Linked DNA regions of Sus scrofa: regions 2 and 3 are each linked to region 1. A link is a contact called in public HiChIP or PLAC-seq data. All regions are on one chromosome and are shown on one strand. The core of a region is the stretch at or near the end of the contact, and the rest is flanking DNA. Distances in the headings are between cores, read along the strand shown.

Evidence for each region. HiChIP or PLAC-seq counts read pairs in DNA pulled down with a chosen protein or histone mark.
Region 2: an H3K27ac HiChIP or PLAC-seq map of alveolar macrophages shows a contact between it and region 1. The contact joins the promoter of PKDCC here to the promoter of LOC100516606 in region 1. A contact is called at or near these places in 2 of 47 Hi-C or Micro-C datasets (liver and skeletal muscle) and 1 of 2 datasets of contacts at active chromatin or transcription factors (alveolar macrophages).
Region 3: an H3K27ac HiChIP or PLAC-seq map of alveolar macrophages shows a contact between it and region 1. The contact joins the promoter of HAAO here to the promoter of LOC100516606 in region 1. A contact is called at or near these places in 1 of 5 promoter capture datasets (liver), 1 of 47 Hi-C or Micro-C datasets (liver) and 1 of 2 datasets of contacts at active chromatin or transcription factors (alveolar macrophages).

What each region holds. Positions count from the first base shown.
Region 1 is chr3:97,949,694-97,952,518 of Sscrofa11.1, forward strand. LOC100516606 (cytochrome c oxidase subunit 7A-related protein, mitochondrial) reads left to right here and starts at 1,422. Exons shown (of 4, transcript XM_021087580.1): 1 at 1,422-1,590. The coding sequence starts at 1,519.
Region 2 is chr3:98,267,113-98,270,046 of Sscrofa11.1, forward strand. It overlaps PKDCC (extracellular tyrosine-protein kinase PKDCC), which reads right to left and starts at 1,427. Exons shown (of 7, transcript XM_021087583.1): 1 at 604-1,427. The coding sequence starts at 1,242.
Region 3 is chr3:97,579,583-97,582,352 of Sscrofa11.1, forward strand. It overlaps HAAO (3-hydroxyanthranilate 3,4-dioxygenase), which reads left to right and starts at 1,271. Exons shown (of 10, transcript NM_001244941.1): 1 at 1,271-1,393. The coding sequence starts at 1,314.

The DNA.
Region 1 (2,825 bases), core at 172-2,671:
TGGATTGGTTGATCATATGAATAAAATGATCAAATATAAAATCTTTTCAGAGTCTTCTCAGTGCTGAACCCTTAGGGCTCTTGGGCTTATACCTGTCAAAGCTGGGATGTTGGTGTATACCCTTGCTCTGGAATACTCAGTCTTCATCGTCCTCAGAGTGGATTTATATCTACTTATCTATTATGTAGTGCTTAATTAAGAGTGCAGACCCTTGAGCCTGATGACTGCCTCTGCCACTAATATCTGACCTTTTCAAGTTACTTAGCTTTTCTGGGCCTCATTTTCCTGTACAGTAAGATGGAGATAACAGCACCTATCTCATATGATGGTTATAAAGATTGAATGTTTATTTGTGGAAAATGCTATATACAGATTAGTATCACCCATCGGTTTGCCACATGCTTTCATAAATGCACTATGCATGCACCTGTAATATGCTTGTGAAGACCTCTGGTTAGATGATAAATTCAAGAAAAGCTTTGCTCCATTCCTGGAGGGAGGAAACTAGTATACATACACCTTTTACACAGTGCCTTGTACAGACTGGAGGGTCTAAAAACAGTTTTAAATAAAACTTAAGTGGATATTACCAAAACTGAAACTGGTAGTCCTGATCTTTCAGGCTCAAGGTTCAGGTTTTTCCAGCTAATCCACCTTCCCTACACTCCCCACCTCATTTATCTGGAAGGGCAGAAGCCAGGAAAAGGATGATTTTTATGATTCCCAAAAAACTTAGATAAGACTAAAAATCAGTTTTGAGAACTGTGCAAAATTTATGTCCCTGTGCCTCAGGTTCATAGGTCACGATGTATTTCCTCTACACAAAGCCTAGGAGGCTATCTTTATATATTATTGGGGTGAAACCCCTAACAGCCCTTAGAACTAAACAGCTTGCAGCAAGTGTTTCCAAATTTTATTTTTATTTTATTTGCTCCCCCCATTCCTAGATTGCCAGAGAGGCCTAGCCAACCCGCTTCAAGAGGCGACCTAGGAAGGGGAACAGTTAAGTTGGTAAAGGAGGAGAAACCCTCAAACTGAGCACAGGCTCCCTCCCCGCAGGAAGTAAGAGTATTCACCCAACCTAGCCCAGCTCTAGGCCCCGCCCACCAAGGGCCCGCCCACCAAGGCCCCGCCCCGAGGCCGCTCCCTCGACTGCAGCAAGCCCCTAAGCCTACGGCTTGATCCGTGGGGCGCTTGCGCAATTCTTAAGGCGTCTTGGTACTGCCTGAATCTGAACGTGGGTGCGGAAGAGGAACTTTCATATTTCCTATACACCGCGCAACGGCTTCTTTCCGCGCTCTTCTAGAGTCGCTTTTGCCTTCTCTGTCCCTGAGAACCTGGCTTCTCGTTCCCTTAAGTGGCTTAAGAGGGCATGTTTTAAATTAGGCGATCTCTGGGCACCCCGGCTCTTGGCGCAGGGTCCTTTAGTCGAGCCTTGGGGCGACAGCGGGGAAGGCGGGGTCCTTTTCTAGGGCGGTCGCGCAGGCAGCGGCTGCGGGAAGTCGGACACTGGGCATCATGTATTACAAGTTTAGTGGCTTTACGCAGAAGTTGACGGGAGCATGGGCTTCCGACGCGTATAGCCCTCAGGTACGGGTGGCGAGAAGGGGAGAAGGGACGGCCCGAGTTTCTGCTCCTGGTAGTCTTGGCTCTGGAGCCAGGCGAGGCTTCTGCCTGCTGTTCGTTTAGTTCGCCCCGCGCCTCTTCTCACCCCCTTGCCGCGGCCGTGGAGGTGCCGAGTTCCGCAGGTGCTCCCCCGGCTACGCTGGCCGGGTGTGAAGCTGGGCCTGGTACTTAGTAGGGGTCAAGGTGACCCCCGGGTTGTTGGTTGTGGATCGTGGGGTGTCTCATGGGGTCTGCGGGGCACAGAATATGACCCGTCCTAGTCCGAAGTTTGGCCCCATCCTTTTTAGGGAGGTCCAACTTCCAGTCTCCTCAGTGCCTCATTGTCATACTACTGCCACGGCCCAAAAGACAGCCTCATTCAAACACCAGATTTGAGAGCTGGGATGATGGCACCGACGGAAGCCATTGGGACGGGAGCGGTTTTATGATCAAAATTAGGATATTTAGCTAATTCAAATATTTGGGTGAGCCTGTGCAGTTACGTGCAGAGAGCTGACGTTTTCGCCTACTGTAAAATGGTTGACAGTTGCTCTTATTCGAGTGGTCTGAAAAGTATTGCAGTTTCACTCAGATTTTGCCAATTGGAGTATCAGTTTCCGGCGTGTAGGTCAGAGATGAGGGACTGTAAAGTCCCACCCTCTTAATCTGGGCTTAGATCCTGGCTTAGCTGATTTAATTTTATGACCCTGACTAAGTCATTTAATTTATTGTGAACTCAATTTCCCCTAGGTCATCTGTAGTTTAGATTAAATGAGGTGTGTTAAGTGACTAGGTCAGGTGGCTGTTACTAGATAAGGGGTGGCTATTCTCTGGAAGCTAAGTCATAGATACCATGATATTCATTCCTTATCCTCAGAGTAATGTGGGAAGAGTTGATGAGTTTTGCAGTTGGAAAACTGGGATAGTAAGGCCCCAGGTGAGGCCTAAGGAATGCTCCTGCTTCATTGTTGTTACAGCCTTTTTTTTCCCTATGGAACTCTGTAACTTGCTCAAGGGGGAGGATGATTAAGAATGATTTCAATCTGGAATCCCCGCCGTGCTGCAGTGGGTTTAAGATCCAGCGTTGACACAGCTGCAGCTCGGATTTGATCCCCGGCTCGGGAACTTCCATATGCAGCAGCTGCCCCCCCATAAAAGAAAAAGAATGATTTCAATCTAAGATTGGATTTGTTGTTAAAACTAGGATAGGGAGGAGTTCC
Region 2 (2,934 bases), core at 177-2,676, 320 kb after region 1:
GACTACTACTCCAGTCCCCAAGGGTCCTTCCAGTGGCTCCTGGGTGGGTAGAGGGTGTTCTCTTGGAATCAAGCCTGGTCTTTTTCTAGCTCTTCCCAAATCCACTGCTGTCGTACCCCAACTTCAAAGCTAGATAAGTCACTGTTTGGAAGTTGAGAGAAGTGGGGTTCAGAGTCCAACAAGAAAGGGGACCCTATCACTTCAGTTGGGATCCCTGCTCAGGGATGACCTCTGTTTATGTCTTGATTTGGGGTCATTTCTCTGGTGCTCAACACCCTAGCTTCAGACAGAAGCAGGGTCCTAAGTCCTAATGGACCTCCACCCTCGAGTTTGGGGACCCTCTGTACTGGCCTGTCTTCAAGAGATACGGTATGGAAGCTGAGAAATACGGGAGACCCTTTGTAAAAGGACACTGAGCCAGGAGTGAGAGTCAGGGTACCGAGAAGCTGCCATGGTCCGGGTCCTGCCCCTAGTTTAACCTGGGCACAATCATTGGGGCTCCGCTTCTTTATCTGCTAAGACCAAGGGTTCTCTTCCAGCCAGAGTGACCGGGCCTGGGCAGGTCCAGCCAGCACCCTCAGCCCCGCACCCCCACCCTCGTACCTGCAGCACGTTGGGGTGCCGCAGCCGCTCCAGCAGCACCATCTCCTTGAGAAGCTTGTGGGCCGCCAGCCGATAGCAGCCCCTTCGCGCCCCGAACTCGCGCACGCAGCTGCCCAGATCGTGGCCGCTGAAGTCCACCGCCTTGAGCGCCACCGCGGCGCCGCCGGGCAGGCGGACCCGGTACACGGCCTTGGTGTAGCCGGAGCCCACGTACTGTGCGCCGGACACGTTGCGGAGCGCGGCGCAGCCCAGTCGCGGGCCCGGGCCGGGGGAACCCGGAACGGGAGCTGGGGGCCAGCCCGGGGCGCCGTCGGGCAGGGGCCGGGCCCGCGGGGGCCGGGGACGCTGCAGGCCCGGGCCGCCCGGAGCCAGGTCCATCAGGCGCCGCCGCTCTGGCCGGCCGGCCCCGGGCCCCGGGCCCCCGCGGGAATAGCGCTGCACCTCCTCGTAGCGCGCTCGGATCTGCCGGGCCAGCTCTCCGCGGCCCCCGCGACGGCCCGGGCCCGGGGCTGGCGAGGGCCCGGGGGACTGGCCTGGCCGCGGAGGCTCCGAGCCCGGTGCGAAGAGCACGTTGAGGACCGAGCCCAGCAGGAAGGAGGCGCAGAAACCCGCGGCCACCGCCGCCCGCCGGCGCCGCATCGCTCCCCTCCCCCCTGGCCGGCCGGCCCCGCGCGGCTCCCCGGCCCCGGCCCCGGCCCGGGGCGGCTCAGGCTCCGAGGCGGCTCCGTTCAGCGCCCCGCCGGCTCCCTGCGCAGCCTGCGCGCATGGCCCCGGCTGCCCCGACCCCGGCCCCGGCCCCTCGCGGGCGGCACATCGGCCTGACACTTGCCTCCCTCCCGCCCTGCCCCCGCCGCTTATAAGGCCCGGAGCCGCCCCCGCCCCCGCCCCCCCTCCGCCTCCGCCTCCCAGCTCCCGGCCCGAGCCCGTCCTCGGCGCCGCCCCCTCCGGCCGCCCGGCCCGGCCTTCCCCGCTGACTGACAGCGGGACCTCCTCCCGCGGCCGTCCCGGCCTGGGAAGCGGCGCGGAGGCGGCTCCCGCCCTGCCCAGCCCGCGGCCCCCGAGCTCCGGCCGGGGAGAAAGGGAGGGGGCGGCGGCGGCCCCGGGACGTGCGGGGGCTCGGGTGGATAACGGGGCTGGGGTGGCCGAATAACGGGACCGGGAAGCGGCTAACGGAGCCGGCTGGGCAGGGTGGGGGAGAAGACGAAGGGGCGAGGCCGGCGGGTAACGGATTCCGGTGGGGACAAGCCGCTGGGTCCGGGTGCTGGAGATCCGCGTGATCCCAATGCGCCCTCTCGGCGACCCAGGGCCTTGGGGCGGACGGCGCAGGGGTGGAGCTGCGGGTGGCAGCTCCTCGCCCAGTCTTGGATTCTGGCGCGGAGGAAGGGGAAGGCTGGAGCTGAGGGGCTGGCACCTGCGAGCGCGCGTGGGACAGGAACTCCGGGATCAGAGGAAAAATCATGAAGTTTTCGGAGATGGCCTCTTTAACCTCCTCTACCAGTTTTTTGTTTTGTTTTCTGATTTCTGATTTTCCTTGTCCCTGAAGCCCCAAATCGAATCCCTCCTCTGGGACCCTGCAGTTAGACGGGGTCAGCAGCGGATCACGAACCATATGCGTGCTAGTAGTTTGGGCAAAGAGTGCATTTGTGCCCACGGACATGCGTGGTTCAGATTGTCTGCGGAGTGTGTGCATTAGTGTGTCTGAAAGGGCCCCTGTGTTCGAGGAAGGGAGTGTGTATCGTGAGTGTAAGTAGGTGCTGACTCTACCAGAACTTCTGGTCCCTCCTCCTCCCTCCCTGATTGCATCATTAGTGCTAATTGAGGAGCTTTCACACGCCAGTGCATTAGTTGTTTGGAGTGAGCTCCCCCCTCCTGGGAGAGATAAGCCGCTGCCCCTCCCCCTCCCAGCCCTCCACTTCACTTCCCCACCGCCTTAGAACTGTCCACCTACCCACCTTCCTTCCCTCCCCTCAGTGTCAGAGATTGTTTGGAGAGGAGTCAGGGAAGAGGTGGAGAACCAAAAAAAAAAAAAAAAAAAAAAAAATCTTTTTTCCAGGAAGCTGAAGAGGTCAGGCCTTACAACAGAATGCAGAGTCTCTGTGATGAAGAGGAAACAGGAAGCTTGTCCAGTTCTTTTGGACCTGGAAGGTCCTTGATCTCCAGCCTGTGATCCCACTGATGTAGGGGCAATCCAGCCCTGACTCCTAGGCTTCCCCTAAGAGAGTGGGGTCCAGTCTAACTTAGCATGGAAAGGGCAGAGTGAGAAAAGGCATAGTTCTCCCGAGGACCTCGGGTTTGGTGGCTTCTGGTCTGGTCCTGTTTAGCTGCTCTGCC
Region 3 (2,770 bases), core at 21-2,520, 370 kb before region 1:
ACCACAGCCACAGCCACAGCCACAGCAGCACCAGATCTGAACCTCGGCTGCGACCTACACCACAGCTCATGGCAATGCTGCATCCTTCACCCACAGAGGGAGGCCAAGGATGGAACTTGTGTCCTCATGGTTGTTAGTCAGATTCATTTCTGCTGAGCCATGACAGGGAACACCCCAATTTCTCAAACTCTGCCGTCTGGATTCTGGTGCCAGAGCCTGAGCTCTGCTCCTTCTCCCCTGCCTCTCCCCTACTACTTCCACACTCCACCCTGTTCACACACACACACACACACACACACACACACACACACAGTTTTCCTAGGAATTGTGAGTCAGGAAGAAAGAAGAAAGTAGGGGAAGAAGAACATAGGGGTCTGTGGTCCTTTCCCCCATTAGGGCCTTTCACCCTGGGTTGGAATCATAGCTCAGGTTTGTTTGCCCTCCCACCCTGAACTCCAGACTCCTGAGGTCCTAGTGTTCGGTTCTTCCTCTGTAAAACTCATCATAAATTGTCATGTGCTTTGAGTCTGTCCCCAAGACATGGAAGGAGATCAGTACAGTGCCGGGCACCTCGTCGGTGCTCCACCTGCCACTTGCGAGCATGGGTGTGGGGACCGCGCCCTCCAGCCCCGACCGGCCGGTCCCTGCTGTGCATCCCCCCGGGCTCCGAGCTTTGCTCCCACCGCTGCTCCTTGCGTCTTCTCCCAAACTAGTCACAGGCAGAGCAGAGCGAGCGGCACCTAACAAATCTTCGGGCTCTGACAGATCCTCGTGAGAGGACAGGGAACTAACATCAATCGGGGCCTATGGTGGCCGCTATGCAACCCTGAGATGGCTGTGTAGACGCTCCCAGTTTTCAGATGAGAAAACTGAGGCCTCAACCCAGCGACCTCCCCCTGTACTTTGGCACTTGCGTTTCCAAACCCACCTTCTCCCTCTTACAGGTTTTCTTTGGGATCTTTCTGGGGCCAGGCGGAAAGTCTGGAGACAAGGGACCAGGAAGGTTCTGAATCCTGTGTCTTACGCCTGGATCTGGCGCTCAACTCCCGCGCGGGAGGGCAGGGCGCCGGGTCCGTGCGGCAGGGAAGCAGGGCGCATGGGCCATGGGGCCTGGCAGGGGCAGACTGGGCGGGCCGGAGGGCAGAGGGCTCTAGACCGAAGTCCGAGAGAGGCCACAGCGGGTCCGGGGGCGTTGCCCCGCCCTTTAACCCCCGGGACACTAATTAACCAAGCTGCCAATAGGCGGCTGCGCGGAGCCGCGCCCCTCCAACTGCGCGGAGGACACAGCTCCAGAGCCGGGCTCCCGGGTAGCCATGGAGCGCCCGGTGAGAGTGAAGGCTTGGGTGGAGGAGAACCGGGCCTCCTTCCTGCCCCCGGTCTGCAACAAGCTCCTGTGAGTCCCATCCACGCTCCCATCCTCCTGCCCTCTGTCCTCACTTCCTCCATCTGCAACCCTCTACTCCAGCCCGGACTTCCTTGACCCAGACGCTTGCAGAAGGGGAGGATGCATCCTCGTGGTGTTCAGGGGAGGGTGAGGGCGGGCTGTTCCGGGTTTCACCGCCGTCGTCTGTTCCTCTTTCTGGTGACTGCTTGGAGATTGCGGCCTTGACGTCTGAGGATGGCTTGGTGACTGAGACCAGGAGAGATGCAGATGGCAGGTCGCAGCCCTGCGCCCCACCCTACCCCCCACCCCGCCCCGGGCTGAGAAACAGCTCTTCAACCCCCACTGACTCTCAGAAATTGGGGGGAGGGCAGGATTGATACCGCAGAATGGCTGTGGAACCCCAATCCCGCATCCCGACTCTGTCCAGGAAGCTGCAGGCCGAGGGAGACGTCGGAGATCAGCTCCCATAGGAGGGTCTTGATTTGATTCTTTTCCCAGGCTCCCTTTTCCGAGGGCGCGCACATACTCCCTCCCCGCCCCCCTAGCGCCTCTGCCCACAGCTCCCGGCAGAGCTGACCATGCTCCAGCCTCCCTCTTCCTCCAGCCCACCTCTCAGTCCCTCCCTGGTGGCCCCTTCACCCACCGGGTGGCCTGGCCTCATGGGCTCCCCAGCCCTGGGTTCACAGGCTTGTGTTTGCCGTGCCCCGCAGAACCTCCCCAACAAGGCTCCCACCACAGGGCTCCAGTCACTAACACCTTGTCAAGCCTGGGACTGCCAAGTGTTTTCACATCATCTCAAATAATTCTCACAGTCGCCCCTGAGGTGGGGTTTTAACACGTAACTTGCCCACAGCCATAGAGCTAGTGCAGGACAGGGTCCCAGGGTCCAGACCCAAGCTCATGCAGCAATTTGACTCCAAAGTCCACACTCTTGTCACTGCGCAATACCGCCATGGCTAGTGGTCAGCGTCCCCCCCCCAAACTTGGTCTCTTCTACTGTTCTTGTCGCCCCCACCCTTTCCTCCACTTCATCCTCGTCCACAGTCTCACCCTCAGCCTTCCACTCCTTCCCCCTGATTATGTCTCACATCCGACTGCTCCTCTCCAGCCCCGAGGGCCACGGCTCTGGTTCCACCCCATCCCCCGTGGGCACTTCCAGGCTGCCCTGCCTCCAGGCCCCCCGTCCAGCCCTCCAGCGCTGCCCCAATATTAGTACCCACAAAATGCAGGCCCTCCCTTTTCTCATTCAGCAGATGCTCACTGAGCACCTGCTCCACGGCCAGGCACCATTCTGGACCCTGGAGGTACACAGGAAACAAACTGACAGCGTCCTTCCTGGTGGAGCTGACATTCTGGTGGGAGGAGGATGCCAATAAACATAAGCAA